2 separate regions of the Xenopus tropicalis genome follow, and region 2 is linked to region 1. A link is a contact called in public Hi-C data. All regions are on one chromosome and are shown on one strand. The core of a region is the stretch at or near the end of the contact, and the rest is flanking DNA. Distances in the headings are between cores, read along the strand shown. Region 1 overlaps meis1 (homeobox protein Meis1). Region 2 holds the start of meis1 (homeobox protein Meis1).

Evidence for each region. A called contact is a pair of places that touch in the nucleus more often than the background predicts.
Region 2: a contact with region 1 is called in a Hi-C map of neurula embryo, with 2.2 times the contacts expected there. The contact joins the promoter of meis1 here to the enhancer-like site in region 1. A contact is called at or near these places in 2 of 5 Hi-C or Micro-C datasets (neurula embryo and tailbud embryo).

What each region holds. Positions count from the first base shown.
Region 1 is chr5:31,339,556-31,344,091 of UCB_Xtro_10.0, reverse strand. All of the region lies in intron 7 of meis1 (homeobox protein Meis1), which reads left to right. Among named protein-coding and RNA genes, the nearest start is that of meis1, 54 kb to the left of the region's middle. Within about 2 kb of position 2,076, at least 1 of the 11 cell types and tissues checked has an H3K27ac peak or open chromatin away from gene starts, as enhancers often do. A contact at or near this core is called in neurula embryo, where this site is marked.
Region 2 is chr5:31,393,196-31,398,140 of UCB_Xtro_10.0, reverse strand. meis1 (homeobox protein Meis1) reads left to right here and starts at 2,579. Exons shown (of 12, transcript XM_002931746.5): 1 at 2,579-3,424. The coding sequence starts at 3,413.

The DNA.
Region 1 (4,536 bases), core at 827-3,326:
ATATGTGCCTTCTTTGATACTTAAGGCCTAATTTAAGAGGAGGGTCATTCATTTTCCATGATTAAAATCCTTGAAAGCCTTTACACTCTATGACAGTACTGTCCATTTGGCCTTGGGACATTTGGTTTATAGGATATTAGGCCTAATTTATCCATAACCTTATGACACATGAGGCTTTTTATATTACCCCTAACAATAACTAATTGCATAAAGAATCTATTACATAACATACCCTAATTTTACCATCCATTCCATCAGTGGTAAGTAATTCACCCTTATGAATTGTCTCATGGATGGTTAATCATAATGCTGCATGGACACCCCAGCTCTATAATAAGCTTATGTAGGACATACGAATAGCTGTAGGAGGCCTGTAAATTTCCCTGTAGTCAGTTGGATTAACACTTGTTTATTTTATGTATTGAAAGAAATTAAACGTATATTCCCTCTTCGAGAAATAACTTGAAAAAATAGGAGAGAGAAGAAAAAAAGGATCTGTTCCCAGTCGAGTCTATTATATTTTCAAGCAACACTTAAAGCCACTGTTTATATAGTCATACATGCTTTATTGAGCCTTTGCAGCTGTGCATGTCCCAAAGCATTTTGCCCCCCAACAAAGTGGCCCCTTTCTCCATGGTGAAAACAACTGTACACCACTTATCTCTTTAACACATTACTCTTTACTAGTATTAAGCTCTTTTTTACAATCCCTTATAAAAATGCCCTCAGCATGTTAATGGGCCTCGAGGGAATTTTCCTGGCCTGGCACTCTCCTTACGAGCCTTAAACCTTGAGCTCACCCTGTCTCCTAAAACTCCTGGCTCCGCTGCTCCTTTTTCTTTCAACTTTGTCACATTCACTGATTTTCTTTTATTCATGTGGCATAAAGTTAAATCACATCCTTATTATCCAGAGAAATGTGCACATATTTTATGTGATGCCTAGGAAGGTCTTATGTAAACTGCAGCTGGAAACGCTGAATCTGTCACATTGACACCATTACTTTTCTTTTTATTTATTAAATAAAACACCGGCATTTTTCACAGCACTACAGGGAGGAGGTGACTGGTACTTGCCAGCTGACATATAAACAATGCCCCATTGATGGGATATGTGCAATTCATGGGAACTACAACTCCCAGAATGCCTCCTACACAATTTAAACTGAAGGGGCCACTGGTTCCATTTGCCATTGTCATAATTTTCCAACATTCCACATTCCAACTAATATATTTATTTAGGTTCATAACAAGACTTTGTTGCCATTAATGTTCCCAGTGTGCATCATTATACTTATCAAATAATTTTCTGTCTTTTTTAAACATGCTGTCTTTTGGTGACCACAATAGCTTGCCCACCAGAGGCCACTGTTTCACTGGAGACTATGAACAGGGTTGCTAACTTTTCTGGAAAAAAATTACCTGCCTTTGTGTATTTGTTCATTTTACCCTATTAATAACATTGGCATCAGCATCATTTTTACTGTCCAGGCTGGCAAAGTATCAGCCAGGTGGCAACCTTAACTATGAATGAAATGGAAATGATCGTTTACATGAGGGAAAAGTGCATGACAGCTTTCATATAATTATTACAAATATTTTTTTACAACTTGGCTCTTTGGGAAAATTTACAGAAAACTAAAGAGAATGTGATATTTCTTATAAAGGAGGAAATATTTGCCTTTCAAATATCCAGAGGAATTGCACTACAGAACAGTGATTGCAATTCAGTAGGACTACCAAAGAAAACTACAGATACCAGAAAACATTGCACCATTGCAATAGTCAAGACCTTAAAAAAGCAAAATCATATACCATTCACCATAGATAGATTTAAATAATCTCCTTGACCTACATGCTTCTTAAGAGTGGTACGGAAAATGCTGGGAACAGACTCTCGACCTGGAATTTTTTTTCTAAGCATTTATTGTCTTTTTTTATTTCTAAATGCCATTAGTGACTGTGGGAAGGAAGATTGTATGAGGAGGGAGATCTGACCTGCATGAGAGGCAAGCGAGGGACCCCTGCTGACATGGGCAGTTTGACCTATTGAATGGCCTGAATGCTATAAATGCTGCTTTATCCTCTCTTGAAAGAAACAAGATAGCATGGCCTAAATGCCTGGGTGTACTTAAATAGGCAACTATAGGACGTTTGATTTGAGTGTGTTTGAAATCTGAGCCTCTTGACAGCAAGGGAGGTGGCACAGGTCACCTGCATTACTCTGTGGGGACAGACTGGGGTCTCATAAGAAATTGTCCGTACTGAAATTTAAGTACAAATTCCCTTCTTCCGTGTCTGGCCTGTTGCACAAGATCACGGCCTATGAAATTTTTTGCATAAACAATTTTTAAATATTATTTGAAAGAGGGACTTGCTTGCCGTGAAAGACTTGACAGTTTGACACGGACAGGAAGGGCTGGGAGCTGGACTGGGGGAGCACGGCTCTCCTTATGCTAGTTAGAGGCCGGGTGTTTTTTAAATAGTGTCTCGTTGCTGTGCAGAGCTCTTGTGCTCCGAGCGATTTGACAGGCAATGAGTCTGCTTCAGTGATACCAAATCCTTTTAGACTAATTTGCGAGAGCAGAAAAACAGCTAGCACCTCTGGATGCCATGTTCAAAAACAAAAAAATCAGGTATTGCCAATTAAAGTGCTATTTCAAACAATCATATCAAAACAAATTACGTTTAGCTCCTCTGATAATGTCATGCAGCGCCTAAAGTGAAAGCAAGTGAGACTTTCTATTCTGCTAGGAGATCTGAGTGCAGCAGACTCATCAGGGACCCAGACAAAGGTAGTGTGAACCAGGTCTGCGCATTGTAATATTGCATATGTGCAACACAAATGCAAAATTGGGCATATTCTACCCAGAATAGCCAAAGGCCATTTTAAGAGCCTCTGGCCTCTCAGTCAGCGGCCTACTAGTTAATTGCCACACTGACTTCATGACACATGGGCAGATGATATGACATTTTCAGTTTCTGTCACTAGCAAACGCCACAACGTGGCCTGCACTAGTTGCTAAGAAGCTGTCAGAAACCATTAGCAGTTGGCCAAAGTTGCCCTATGGCATTTCCTCATGGCATCAGCAAAACGAGCATAAATCACCCAGCGGAGCCTACTGCTATACTAATGAGGCTGTAAGCTTGTTTATGGACTAGCATCATTTTTATGATTATTTCCACCTTTTCAGCTTGCCTTCATAATTTGCCTTCGTTTGGCAGCAGGAGAAGTCAAATCTGGGGGATGAAGTCACTCCTCTGACATTCGGCAAATGTTCTTTCTAGCTGCGACCATGTGCTTAATCATTGGACCTTTAGGGTTATTGTAGGGAGCTTTTGTACACATCACAGAGAGGGTGTACGGAAACAAAAGATTCCTTATTTTGCTTTTTGCAAATCCAATTTCAGCATGGAAAGTCAGGGCTTAATAACGTACTGAGAAAACGCACCATTGTCAAAACATCTCCGGACAAAATTACCCTCCTTTCTGTTTGCTTTTTCTTTTCTCTGTTTCTCTAACTCATGTCGGACAGGACTATGGTTTATTGTTTTAGGCTTTTCTGAACACGCATCAGTATTTACGCTGAATTCAAGGCATTTGCTTCCAATGAAAATCTTGTCTTAGATTACAGCTCAGCAGTGTCATTTCCCTCCCAGATGGGAGTAAAGTAGCTGTATTTGCCTAAAAACAGTAGGAAGAACAAACTGCATTAAGCCTGGACTGTTTTTGGCTTGACCTAATGATGTAACAGAAACCTTTTTATTTGGGATAGGTCATTGCCAGGGATTGAAGGAGGGGATCTGGCTCTTGCTTGAAAGGTTTCTTCATTGTATTTACATAAGTCTTCACTTACAAAAATTCAACTCCTAATGCTTCTGCTTTCATAGAACAGAAACAAACAGGAAAGATTCTGGTGAGTGTTAGACTCGGAATTCAGAATTGCTTTCTTCTCCTAATGGAGTATATAATTCAGGTGCCCTGAAGGCATGCTTTCAGGAATTCTTTTGCCTGAGGTAATGGGAAGCTAAGACTGTTTTAGGGCCTTGATTATCTATTGATGCGCAAAGCTGGATAAAAAGTCGGCCCTGTCAGATTGTAGTTGATATTTCCATAAATAATCAATTGGATTTCTTCTTTTTAGTTACAAAGTTGATAGTTCCATTTAAAGTATTGGTTGTCGTTTTTAAAGCCAGAGATCATATAAAATAATGAAATCAGGTATAAAATGGAATGTGTGTGGGGGATGGTTATAAATATGGTTATGGATAGTGGCTGTTCTTCAATCAACACAAGTATATTTCTTTTCAAATGATGCTTCTTTAGGATATAAAGCAGATTTGCTCATTGAAATTTTAAATGCAGATGAAGATTTTCCATGGCTCCCGAGTCTTTGATGGCATTTTTTGATTTTTCACCTTTTATGCAAAAAAGAACGAGAAGATAAAGACACAAAGAGCCGCAAAAACAGCTCTGGTGCACGGACCGGGTGCCTGTCATTGTTATGGTTTTACAAGGTCATCAGAGCATCAAACC
Region 2 (4,945 bases), core at 1,330-3,829, 54 kb before region 1:
CAAAAGACATCACAAATTTCCTCCCGTTGTAAAAGAGTTAAGGATGACAGAGTGGCGATTTTATTGCTCGATCTGACGCTTTTGTCTGTGGCCACTAAACACCTCGATGACAAGTTCTTCCCGTTCTCAAAGGGAATCATCAAGCGATGGATGATTTGGAGAAGTAAGAGATAAGCCATTGCCTAGTATGGGAGTGTGGGGAGAGCCGGCTCAGAATGCCTGCCTAATAGGAAATAATTAGGTTTATTCATTTAACACTCTGATTGCTTATAGAAAGAAAAGTCCTGGGTAAACAGAGGAAACTGCCCATTTAAACAGAGCAAGCACGTTATATGTTGCCATTAATCTTGGCACAAAATGGGCTTTTTTTTTAGTCAAGAAAAATGCAAAAAGGCAAATGGCTCGCAAAGTTGTAACAACCCCAACCCAACTCTCTTCTGCAAGTGCCCTACATGGGCTATGGGAATCAGAAAGCCATCGGGTTAGGTATACCCCCACTTTACTGTAACATAATGATGAGCCCCAACTCCATTTATTTATCTATCATCAATCTATCTATCATCTATCTATCTATCTATCTATCTATCTATCATCTATCTATCATCAATCTATCTATCTATCTGTCTGTCTATATATCTATCTATCTATCTATCTGTTTGGCTATATTTTTATTTCTTGCTTGCTTTGTTAATATATTTAGACGTCAATAATGTTTCTGTACTTTTTTCAGGTTGTCTGTCTACTCCCTCTTTCTCACAATCTAACATTCTATCTTTATTACGCTATTATATTTTCAGTTTCTCTGTTTATATATATATATATATATACAGTCATCAATATATCAGTAGTATATATAAAACAGTCATCAATATATCAGTAGTTTATATCAGATGTTTCTGTCTTTTTTATTTTTTTTCTGGTTGTTTGGTTGGTATCTATCTATCTATCTATCTATCTATCTATCTATCTATCTATCATCTATCTATCTATCTATCTATCTATCTATCTATCATCTATATATCTATCTATCTATCTATCTATCTATCTATCTATCTATCTATCTATCATCTTCCTATATCATCTATCTATCTACCTATCTATCTCTACCCTGTCTAATCTCTGTTTATATATTTAAAGGTCATACTCATACAGTTGTTCTGTCTTCTACAGTTTTTTTGTGGTTTTCAGTCATCTATCAACTGCCTCTATCATATATTTATGTCATCTGTTTTACGAGTCTTTTTCTGCTTCCATATTTAGACATTAATATATCAACAGTTTATGTATTTTATCTTTTCTTTGCTTTCTTTTCCATCTGTTCGTCTACTTTTTATCTGCCTGTGCCCAGCCACCCGCTCTCGTTTGCCACAAGGTAGGCCCCTTGCTGAGGGAGTGCAGGGCTAGGGCTATGCCAGTGTTTAGTTGACGGAGCGCCTTTCCTATGGTTACAGACGAGCCACACAGCGCTTTCCGAGCCGCACAACTCCGCTTTCTCCCTACTGGAGTCTTAGCTCTCCGTGCAGATCTCAGCGCCCCGCTGATCGATTATTTGATAATTGATTTACCTTCTAACCAATACATGGGCAGGCTTTGAACTGCCGGAATCTGATTGGACAAGAGCTCTCTCTCCTGCTGCCTACTGAGATTTGGGCTAGTTCATTCTGCTGTATTCGGAGGGGAGTTCGATCTATACTTGCTGTATCTTCAAGGGGGCTGTGGTAAAACTCTATAAATCCCGGCGCAGCTGGAAGGCGACAGAGCCCAGAGTCGCACATAGAGAGCGATCCCTTCTCGGGCAGAAATGAAAGAAAAGTTTGTTTGTGTGCTGTATTAGCTACAATGTCCATAGCGATTAAACCCAATGAATACAACGTCGCTACAAATTAGAAGCTAAAGCGAATTGCACGATTATTGTCTTTATGAATTGTTATTTAAGAAAGCAGACGACTGCATTTATTTGTAAATCCCACATGCGAGTTGACACATTATCGGGGGCCCTACCAGTGCAAAGCAACAGTGTCCCCGTCAGGGGGGGGGGGGGGGGTGACATTAGGGCTATGCGACCTGCTGCTCCCGGCGTACTACAACTCCCAGGTATCCCTGAAAGCCGGAAAGTGCGGAGAGTTGCAGTACAACTGCTTGTACCTATGTTTCGCCCAAGCTTGCCTGTAAAGTTGGCCCTAGCCTAAAACTGCCCGCACTTCAGGGTATTCCCATACATCTATAATACTAGGGATTCCCAGCTCCTGCTGAACTACAACTCTCACATCCCACTAGAGTCAGGAGAATAGCAAAGGATAGTGGGATATATAGGAACACACATAAAGGGTTCCACTCGCCCTTAGAGTAGTGGGGTCCCCCTTAGAGTAGTGGGGTCCCCCTGTGTGCAAGGCCGGACCCCGGGATCCCAGTCAGAGTACAGCAGCGGGGGAAGCGCCATGTGACATGCCGATGAAGTCCCGCAGAGTGCGGCCGGGGATGTGCCGACATTACACGGGCAGACATTACACGGGAGAGGCGGCTGCTGCTCTCTTTCCCTGCCGCGGCAGAGCCCTGTGATTGTTATGATTGGGAGTATGTGCTCTTGTTTCTCCTGCTTGGGATTATCCTCCCCGTTTCCACACCCCCCTCCCCACACAGGCGAGTTGCTGCAGCCCATTGCATTGTGTAAGACGCGACCTGTTATGGCCACCACTACTTCCGGGTTCCAGCATTCTGGTCCAGACCCAGCAGCTCTCCGCCTGGGCTACACGCACACTCCATGCACAGCGAGTCTGGCAGCAGCAGCAGCGGCAGCAGCAGCACCGGGGCTCCTTTAAATCCGACTGAGACGTTTCCTCTGCCTCCCCCTTTCCCCAGCAGCAGCGGCAGCAGCACTGAGAGTCGCACGGAGAGAGCTGATCTGTTCGGGGCTGCCTGCCCGGGAGAAGGCACTAGGAGCCCCGATCTCCCTCAGTTCTGTACCTGGACACTACATTTTCCGGGGGTTCTGTCCGGATCATCATTCATTCAGCACCTTGACAAGCTCGCCCGGTGATTGACAGCTGCGGTGGCACAAAGCCATGAGACTTGCCCTTAGCTGCCTGCCAGGGGCACTTTCCTACTGAATCTTGTTGGGGGGGGGAAATATTTGCCTTTATTTTTTTTTATTTTTTCACTCCCTGATCTTTGGGGGGAAAAGAAGCAGTTGCGTTTGATGCCGAATTATCATGTTGTTAATTCAATGAGCGCCGTCCGACCGGAGACTTGGCTTCACTTCTCACCGCATTGGAAACTTTAAAGGGAATTTTTTTTACTGTTTTTTTTTTTTCTTTTTTCACTTTTTTTGTGGAGTTGCGTAATTGATTCTGTTCCACACTGGCCTTAAATAGGATATATCTGAAGTTGAAGTAGGAAGGAGTTAGGAAGGCCGATGGCTCAAAGGGTATGTATATTAATAAGCATGTGTGGGACTCCCAAGCTTCCCTGCTGGGCCCTGTAACAGGGGGCCCCTACTCTCTCTCTCTGGCTAAACTTACTCTCCATTCTGCAGGGAGATTTAGTGGGAAGGGAGCAGCACATACAGATCAGCTATACAGAAGTGTGTGTGTTATTGTGTATGTGTGAGTGTGACTGACCTAAACACATTTATGGTACACGTTTGTTTTATGTGCTTAATTGTGTCACTTTTGTAACTTGGGCAAATCACTGCAGTCACTTGTGTATAACTGTTGGGTCATGTATGTGTGTGTAAGTAAATTAGAAAAATGATGGCATTTACCATGTGTGTGTTTTATCACTGTGTCTTTGTATATCTGTATATATTATGCATTATCACACACACACACATATATATATATATAGTACATGTCATAATATTTTTAATTTCTATTTTTTTTTTTAAATATACCTCTACACATATATATTGTGAGAGTGCAGACGTGAGTGAGCCCAAGCATTCCCCTAATGTATTGGTGCAGACAGCTAGCAGCCCCAGACAATACGGAGTTTTTAAGAAGTGTTTGTGTTTGTGCATCAGGCTTAGTGGCAGTGTTAAAGGTCTAATCTCTCTTTAGGATCTGACACTTCAATGAAGTTGTGTTCCAAATACACAAGTAATCTTAATTGCTGCCACTTATTCTGAATCTGTGCTCATAATCAGTAGCGTTGCAATAATTAAAAGTCATTAAACTTTGCATAATCTGAGTGCAGCGCCATAATGAGCAATCTGTAAGGGGAAAGCTGCAAAGGCTGACACTTCACTTCCAAACAAGTGTCACTGCTTGACTGAACTCTTATTTACTAATGCCTGCAGCTCCAGGCAGCTTCTTTATTTCCGATAGAATGGAAAACGTTCTCCCTGATAGCAAGTCATGATCTTTATTTATTTGTTAGTATTTACTAATCGCACAAATCGCATAAGTAACCAGTAATATGACAAGCTAGAACCAGATCCTTTCTGTGATAGTGACTTTCCTGGGACTTGTGAGATTTGTCTAAACTTTCTGCCCTCACCCAGGCTTTGATTGTGTTTAGTGTTATCCCCACACTGTAGTTCTACACAGCAATTTCAGTGCCCTGATGCTTTTACATTTTTTATTTTAATTTTAAAATTGTATTAGCAGTCATATGCAGATATAATATATGTTTAACACAGATTTATGTATTTATAGAAAGATATATTTGTATATACATACATTCAGACATAAGTACACACACATATATATATATATATTGATATACAAAGATAAGAAATATTTATATATATATATAGGCAGACTAAAGTGTTAGCGTTTTATAAAAATACAAATGAAAAGTAAATACATGTAAATGCATTATATATACATAAGTGTATATAACTATATATATATATATATATTTACATATACTGTATATTTGTTTTAGATAATTAATAGTGTACAATGGGCTTGTTGAGTGCAGTAATTAGCCTGAAATTCAGCATTTG